Regions from separate parts of the Ovis aries genome. Here region 1 is linked to region 2. The links are chromatin contacts, called in public Hi-C maps. All regions are on one chromosome and are shown on one strand. The core of a region is the stretch at or near the end of the contact, and the rest is flanking DNA. Distances in the headings are between cores, read along the strand shown. Region 1 holds the start of ANKRD12 (ankyrin repeat domain 12). Region 2 has its middle 27 kb from the start of NDUFV2.

Region 1 (3,797 bases), core at 947-3,446, 49 kb after region 2:
TCTGTAAAGACTGTCAATATGGTAAGCCATGACTGAGATTTTATTTTTATTAATTCACCTTCCTGAAATATGGCAGGATTTTCTGAATGATCTAACTGGACTTCATGTAGAAAACATAACAGTAGTTGATTCTAACGGTAAGAAGTTGTAAAGAGTAAATTTTGCAGATGGCTTCTATTTCACATACCACGTATGCACATTTTAAGTGTCTGGTAGTAATAATCCTAAATAAATGTGATAAAACTTAACCTTGGCTAAGAGTGATGTTTGTTGCTTGGGATCCTTGACCTGGTGCTATTAAAAAAACATTTTGCCCACTTGCTGAAGAGATTTGAGCTAATGAAAGACAGGGCTCTACAGTGAAGAGCCTTAGCTACATAGTCAACTAGCTCCAGCTTTTCAGGCCTCTATCCTATTATATCTATAATAAGAATTACCTTCTTGATTTGTACTTCTAGTTTCACATTAAAAAGGAAAATTAGCTCCTCTTCCCTTCCTAAGTTTCATTTGAACCTTTCCAGTAACAAATTGGCTGATTTATAATGTCACATATAATCTTTAATAGGAGTTTAAAATTTTTTGCAACTTGTAGAAATTTTACAAACTTCTACAATGAACTTTGTACAGATAGTGTCCTTATTCATTAGTAGTCAGTACAATGCCTTGGATCATAATTACCCACGTAATCTGATTTTTAAGTAACAAGGCTGTGCATGTAGTTATTGCCATAAATTATGGTTAACTGATTTCAGCAAATTGAAGATTTGCTTTCAATTTTTAACTGAGGCTTGTACTGCTGTAGAAATAGTTATTGCTATTGTTGTTACAGCGAGTTAAATGAGAACCAACTCAACCACTTGAGAAGTCAGACGAGTTGGTTATAAATTTTTAGTATTTGTTACTTCATGCCATAAATATCCAACTTAAATGTAACAGTGTTCCACTTCTAGCCACAAGGTGCAGTCTTACTACTCATTTTGAACCTGATGTATTTAAAGATGGGAGAAATGTAGGAAAGGAAAAAACAGTGATCTTTAATGCAAGCTTATGTTTTATATAGTTAAATGCTGGGATGTAGCTTTCTCTGTCGTCTGAAATAGCTCATCTGCTGATTAATGACAAACTCGTAACTTCAGTAAGTCACAAACCCATGCTGTAGTTGAGAGGCCACAACGATGAGGGCCCTCTGATGGTTAGATAAAGGCATGCACAAACTGTCGCGGATTAACCTCCTTGTAAATAAAAAGTCACCAGAAGCAACTCAGAATAAAATGGTTTCCCTTCGATTATGTAATCCCCTCGGTGGTTAAATAAGGGCAAGTACAGACTGTCGCGGATTAACCTCCAGAGGAAGTCAGACTGCCAGCAGCGGGGCTGCCGAGGCGGTGACTTTTCCTTTGCGCAGTTCTCCAGCTGGCAGTGCCCCGAGCGGTTGGGGGAAAATGCACCGAAATTTGTCTATAAAGGTTATCCGAACGTGTGACTGGGGGAGGGCGTACTGCACAGTGCGTGCGGACCTGGGGGCAGGTGCACGTGGATGTGCTTTCGGGACGGGCCCAGGCCCACCTGGCGCAGGTGAGGGCGCGTCGCGGCCCCGCTGGTCCCCGGGCTCCCGCAGGTGCGGCCGGCCGGCGCGCAGGCGCAGTGCGCGGAAGCGGGTGCCCGCCTCTCCCGACGCCCCGGGCCCACCGCGCGCCGCGGGCCGCGGGCCGGGCAGACACCCGCCTCCGCCTCCAGCTGGGGGCGCAGCGTCGGTCTCCCGGGTCCCAGCTGGCAAATTCGTCCGCCCGCCCCAGCAAAACAAAAACGTGTGAATACCCTACGTAGACAGAGCCTCTTCTTCCTCGTCGCCGTCGCCATTTCCAGAAGTTTCCAGTCAAGCCACGGTGGTGGCCACTGCGCAAGGCGAGGCGGCGCCTGCGCTACTCCCTCGCTCCCTCAGCCCCTGCCTTCTGGGGTCGGAGCCGGCGGAGGGGAGACGGCGACGCGGGGCTCCGCCCGGTCCGCCGCCGACCCCATTGCCCCGCGTCCACTTGGTACGCCCCGACCCCCGCCCCCGGCTCGGGAAGCTTCTCCCGGCGCCTCTAGAGCCGCGGGCCGCGGGCGGGGCGGGCGGACGGAAGGGGCGGCGGGCCGGGGGCGGGGCGCTCACGCTGCCCGTCCCGTGCCCGCGCGTCACGTGCCCGCGCCACGGCCAATCGCCGGGCGGCGCCGTCCTGGGAGCGAGCAGGCTGTGGTGAGGGACGGCGGAGACCGGAGATGTTTTCGAGCCCGGCCTCGGCAGCGTTCGCGGCGGTTACGGCGGCGGTGGCGGAGAGCACGACAGCGACGGCGGAGCCGAGGCCTTCGTCCCGGGGGTAGACCCTCCCGCGCCGGCCGTGCCTGGGGTCTGTGCGGGCGAGGGGGGCGTGGCGACAGGCGAGGAGGAAGGAGGGGCGCGGTTTCGAGCCCCGGCCCCGGCGCCCGGGAGGAGCCCCTCAGTCGCGCCCGCTCCCGTCTCCTCCCCAGAGCGAGGTAAGGACGCGCCCCGCCCCGCCGCGCTGACAGGACGGGCCGCCCGCCGGGAGCGCCGGAGCCGGGGCGCGGCGGGAGCGGCCGGGCGGGGACCGGGGGGGCGGGGGCCGGGCGGGCGGCCGCGCCGCTCCCGGAACATGGCGGGGCCGCGGCGCGTGTGCGAGCGGGCGGGCGGGGAGCGGGTGTGCGCGGCCGGGGGCGCCGCCGGAGCGGGGCGGGGCGGGGCGGAGCGGGGGCGCGCCTAGTCTGAGCCGCCGGGACCGAGTGAGGCCGGGAGGGCGGCGCGGGTGAGCGGGGCCGGTGCTCGCGGACCCGCGGGCCGTCGGGCTCTCGGAGCTCGTTCGAGGGTAACCCGCCGTGACGCATTCTCGAGGATCCCAAAGCGTTGAATAAACGGTTGTACAAAGAGGTCACCGGAGCCCAGCTGACAGCTGTTTTAATAATAACAGTAAGAAACAGTTTGGGACGGGAAGTTGACACTTTTGAACCCGTTGAAGCCGTAGGGAACGCTTCAAGCGGCGTAGAGGTCGAGAGTGTGATGTCCACTAGACACCCGCGGCCAACCCGTGGACGGGGTGACGGGATACAGACCCCGGCATCCCCAACGCTTCGGAAAAGCCTCTGGTCCTGAACTTGACCTGAACCTGTGTTCCCGGTCGTGTGTCCTTTTTTATTTTAAAACGGCTTAATGGAAGAAGGCGAACTGGTGAAATAGCTATTTTAAAATAAATTGACTGCTGATTAAAAACATATGCTCGTGTAGGCTCTTAAAAATCTTGGGCACTGATCTGTTTCAGTTTCTTCAATCGTTATACAAAGGCTTTCCTGGAGATTAGCTCAGAACTGGCAGAACATATGCTGTATTGTTGCCAAGAGGCTTAAAAAACAAAATGAGATAGTGTCGACTGTGTAAGATCAAGTCGTTATATTAACTAAGCTTGTTGGGGAAAGTCTTTAATTTGGGCTAAACGCAAAAACCTGTAAACATTCGAAATGTGTCCTAGGCAAGAGGGGGAAGGTTTACTAAAAAAATTTTTATAGTTGACACAAGGACTAACAATTTCTAAAGGTCTGCGAATGGTTGAGTAAGTAAGGTCAAGATTAACTATTCAGGATATGTGTTCTATTTTAAGGACAGGCAAGGTGTTAAAATGAAGTAAAACCTAACTAAGTAGCATTCATGAAAGGAAAAGAGAAAGAGGCCTATAATGATCTTACGCGCTCTGGTTTCCATGGTTGTTAAGATGGTTTTATGAACAGGCAGAACTGGGAAAGTGGAAATC
Region 2 (3,499 bases), core at 945-3,444:
TTACAGCTAACAATAGTGTGCTGTATGTTTGGAAGTTACTGAGAGAATGAATCTTTCAGAGTTCTCATCACAAGAAGAAAGATGTGTGATTTCATGTGGTGATGGATGGTAACTAGACGCACCGTGGTGACGGTCTCACATATTTACAACTGTGAGTCACTGTGGTGCACACCAGACACTGATGTCATGTTCCATGTCAGTTCCCCCTCGGTTTAAAGCAAACAAAGAAGATGGGTCCTCACCTTCTCTCCAGGCCTGCTCTGCTCACAGAGACACCGTGGTTCCACTTGGGTGGTCACTCCCCCCAGGATGGTATCCCACTTTGAGAAGAAAAACCATGAGAGACCCATGTTCTCTGGTAACATGTGGCCCTGCAGAAACAAGGAAAACACTTCCACTGAGACTTATAATAAACACAATCATAAAGAATGCAGAGTTCAGGCTCTCATTGGCCTGCTCTGGAGAAGCGATCCTGATTGGGAGTTGGGTTTTAAATTCTTATAGGGATATTTGCAGTTCTAAGCTGTAGAAATCTGGAGCCATAAGAAAGACAAGAACTGTTTGAAAAGATGCCAGTGCAACACTGGCTGTTTCTACCAAAGATCCACTGGAGAAGGGACAGGCTCCCCACTCCAGTATTCTTGGGCTTCCCTTGTGGCTCAGCTGGTAAAGAATCCGCCTGCAATGCGGGAGACCTGAGTTTGATCCCTGGGTTGTGAAGATCCCCTGGAGAAGGGAAAGACTACCCACTTCAATATTCTGGCCTAGAGAATTCCATGGACTGTATAGTCCATTGGGTCGAAAAGAGTCAGACACGACTGAGCAGCTTTCACCTTCAGCTGCATGTGCTGGGCACACTGGTGTGCATTGGCCATGTGCTTCTCACGACAGCTCCACGCAGTAAGCGTGAACAGTTTCACATTCAAATTAGGACACTGAGACCACAGAGGCTGACATACAGTGAGAATCATCTGCTTCGGAATTCAAAACCATGGTTGTCCGGCTCCAGAGGCTGGGCCCCATCACCAAGGCTTCCAGACCATCTGGCACGTCCTCACATCAAAGACAAAGGGTACATTGGCCGACAGAGTTCCACTTCTGCGCTCTGGATGCTGATGGTTACCTGCCTCAGGGCATCTTAAACCGCCTATTTCAGAAACAGTGAAGCTGTTTACATACAAGGAACCCTAATCAATTTGCAATATAACAGATTTTTACCTGTAATTTGGGTGTTTTTCAAGAACAACAGAGCAGAGCCTTTTGAACTTTCTTGAACTTGTCCCACAGGATGAAAAGCCCTTTACCTCACGACAGAAGACATATAACACATATGCGTGTAACAGTTTTCAGAAAATTACATTCACCATACATGTTGGAGGCTGGTTGACATTTTAGATTCCAAGCTAGTCTGTTTTTCTTTCTTTTTTTCTTTGTTGTTCATAGTCCTCCTGAATGATCCCTTTTTTATTGTGATAACACGTAACATGACATCTACCCTCTTAAAATGCTCAGTGAACAATATGGTGTGGTTAACTACAAACACAGTGTTGGTCAGCAGATCTCTGGAACGTCCTCATCTCCTGTAACTGAAACTTGACCTCCGCCTCACCCCTCCTGCTTCTGGGAGTCCGACTGTCTTGGATTATTTCTCACAGAAGTGCGGTCGTGTCGTGGAAAACAGTGCGGAGACGCCTCAAAAAATGAATATTTTATTTGTTAATTCTGGGCAAGACCCCCTGTATTGATGTCAGGATTCACTCATGTGTTGCTCCCACAATTTGAAATACTTTGCAAGGGGACCTGAATTGTTTTTGCTTTAAAACAAACGGTTGAGTTGTTGCAGCTGGTATCAAAGACTTATGAAATAGGTAGCAAGAGCTGGAGAAGGAGGACAAAAAGAGATTTTTTAAAATTAATTATTAATGGCAACTCGGTGGAGAGAACACCTTTATGTATTTTTAATGCTTGAAAAGAAGAAAAGATGCAGCTTATAATGCTGCTTATTCTTTCCTACGGGCTGATCAAAGATGATGAAATACCACATTTGCTTCACTAACCAGACATTTTGAAATCCAAACCGAAACTAAAACTCAAAGGGCAATTCATCTTCTTTGTCCCAAACAGTATTCATCAGTTCCTTACCTAACGGGCGAGCAATGTGCCGGAGCCTGGGTGTCATTGTCCACTAGGTGGCGGTACAGAACAAGAGTAGCCCTTATTCTTCCTGACACGTAGGCTGCAAAAGAATTTAGAAACCCAGGGTTGTCCAGTGAGTCACATCAATTCAGCCTGAAAGTTTACTCAGTGCTCCAGGCATGTTTCTGCCTTTTCTTGGAACATCCCTGGATTTCAGCTTCATTCTTGCTGACAGCTTGGCATTTAAAATTAGTAATATCTTAGTTGTTCCCTTGTGGCAATACAGATGCAGCATAATGTCTGTATTTATTAACAATTTGCAAAGTTAGCATGTGCTGTGAAGCTTTAATTCTGCCCCTTCAATGTAACATTTAAGAAATACTGTGGGCACAAAGACAGAAATATAGATCAATGGAACAAAATAGAAAGCCCAGAGATAAACCCATGCTCCTATGGACACCTTATATTTGACAAAGGAGGCAAGAATATACAATGGAGAAAAGACAATCTCTTTAACAAGTGGTGCTGGGAAAACTGGTCAACCACTTGTAAAATAATGAAACTAGAACACTTCCTAACACCATGCACAAAAATAAACTCAAAATGGATGAAAGATCTAAACCTAAGACCAGAAACTATAAAACTCCTAGAGGAGAACATAGGCAAAACACTCTCCAACATAAATCACAGCAGGATCCTCTATGACCCACCTCCCAGAATATTAGAAATAAAAGCAAAAATAAACAATGGGACCTAATTAATATTAAAACCTTCTGCACAACAAAAGAAACCATAAGCAAGGTGAAAAGACAGCCTTCAGAATGGGAGAAAATAATAGCAAATGAAGCAACTGACAACTAATCTCAAAAATATACAAGCAACTCCTGTAGCTCAATTCCAGAAAAATAAACGACCCAATCAAAAAATGGGCCAAAGAACTAAACAGACATTTCTCCAAAGAAGATATACAGATGCTCAACATCACTCATTATCAGAGAAATGCAAATCAAAACCACAATGAGGTACCATTTCACGCCCGTCAGAATGGCTGCTATCCAAAAGTCTACAAGCAGTAAATGCTGGAGACGATGTGGAGAAAAGAGAACCCTCTTACACTGTTGGTGGGAATGCAAACTAGTACAGCCACTATGGAGAACAGTGTGAAGATTCCTTAAAAAAACTGAAAATAGAACTGCCTTATGACCCAGCAGTCCCACTGCTGGGCATATACACCGAGGAAACCAGAATTGAAAGAGACACGTGTACCCCAATGTTCATCGCAGCACTGTTTATAATAGCCAGGACATGGAAGCAACCTAGATGTCCATCAGCAGACGAATGGATAAGAAAGCTGTGGTACATA

The links. Hi-C and Micro-C count contacts between places; a contact is called where the count stands out from the background.
Region 1: a Hi-C map of hypothalamus shows a contact between it and region 2, with 2.7 times the contacts expected there. The contact joins the promoter of ANKRD12 here to the enhancer-like site in region 2. A contact is called at or near these places in 14 of 16 Hi-C or Micro-C datasets (blood, hypothalamus, liver and 6 more).

What each region holds. Positions count from the first base shown.
Region 1 is chr23:41,949,532-41,953,328 of ARS-UI_Ramb_v3.0, forward strand. ANKRD12 (ankyrin repeat domain 12) reads left to right here and starts at 2,197. Exons shown (of 13, transcript XM_060405238.1): 1 at 2,197-2,514. It overlaps NDUFV2 (NADH:ubiquinone oxidoreductase core subunit V2), which reads left to right. Exons shown (of 8, transcript XM_015103655.4): 8 at 1-248.
Region 2 is chr23:41,900,682-41,904,180 of ARS-UI_Ramb_v3.0, forward strand. No RefSeq gene overlaps it. Among named protein-coding and RNA genes, the nearest start is that of NDUFV2, 27 kb to the right of the region's middle. Within about 2 kb of position 2,195, at least 12 of the 54 cell types and tissues checked have an H3K27ac peak or open chromatin away from gene starts, as enhancers often do. A contact at or near this core is called in hypothalamus, where this site is marked.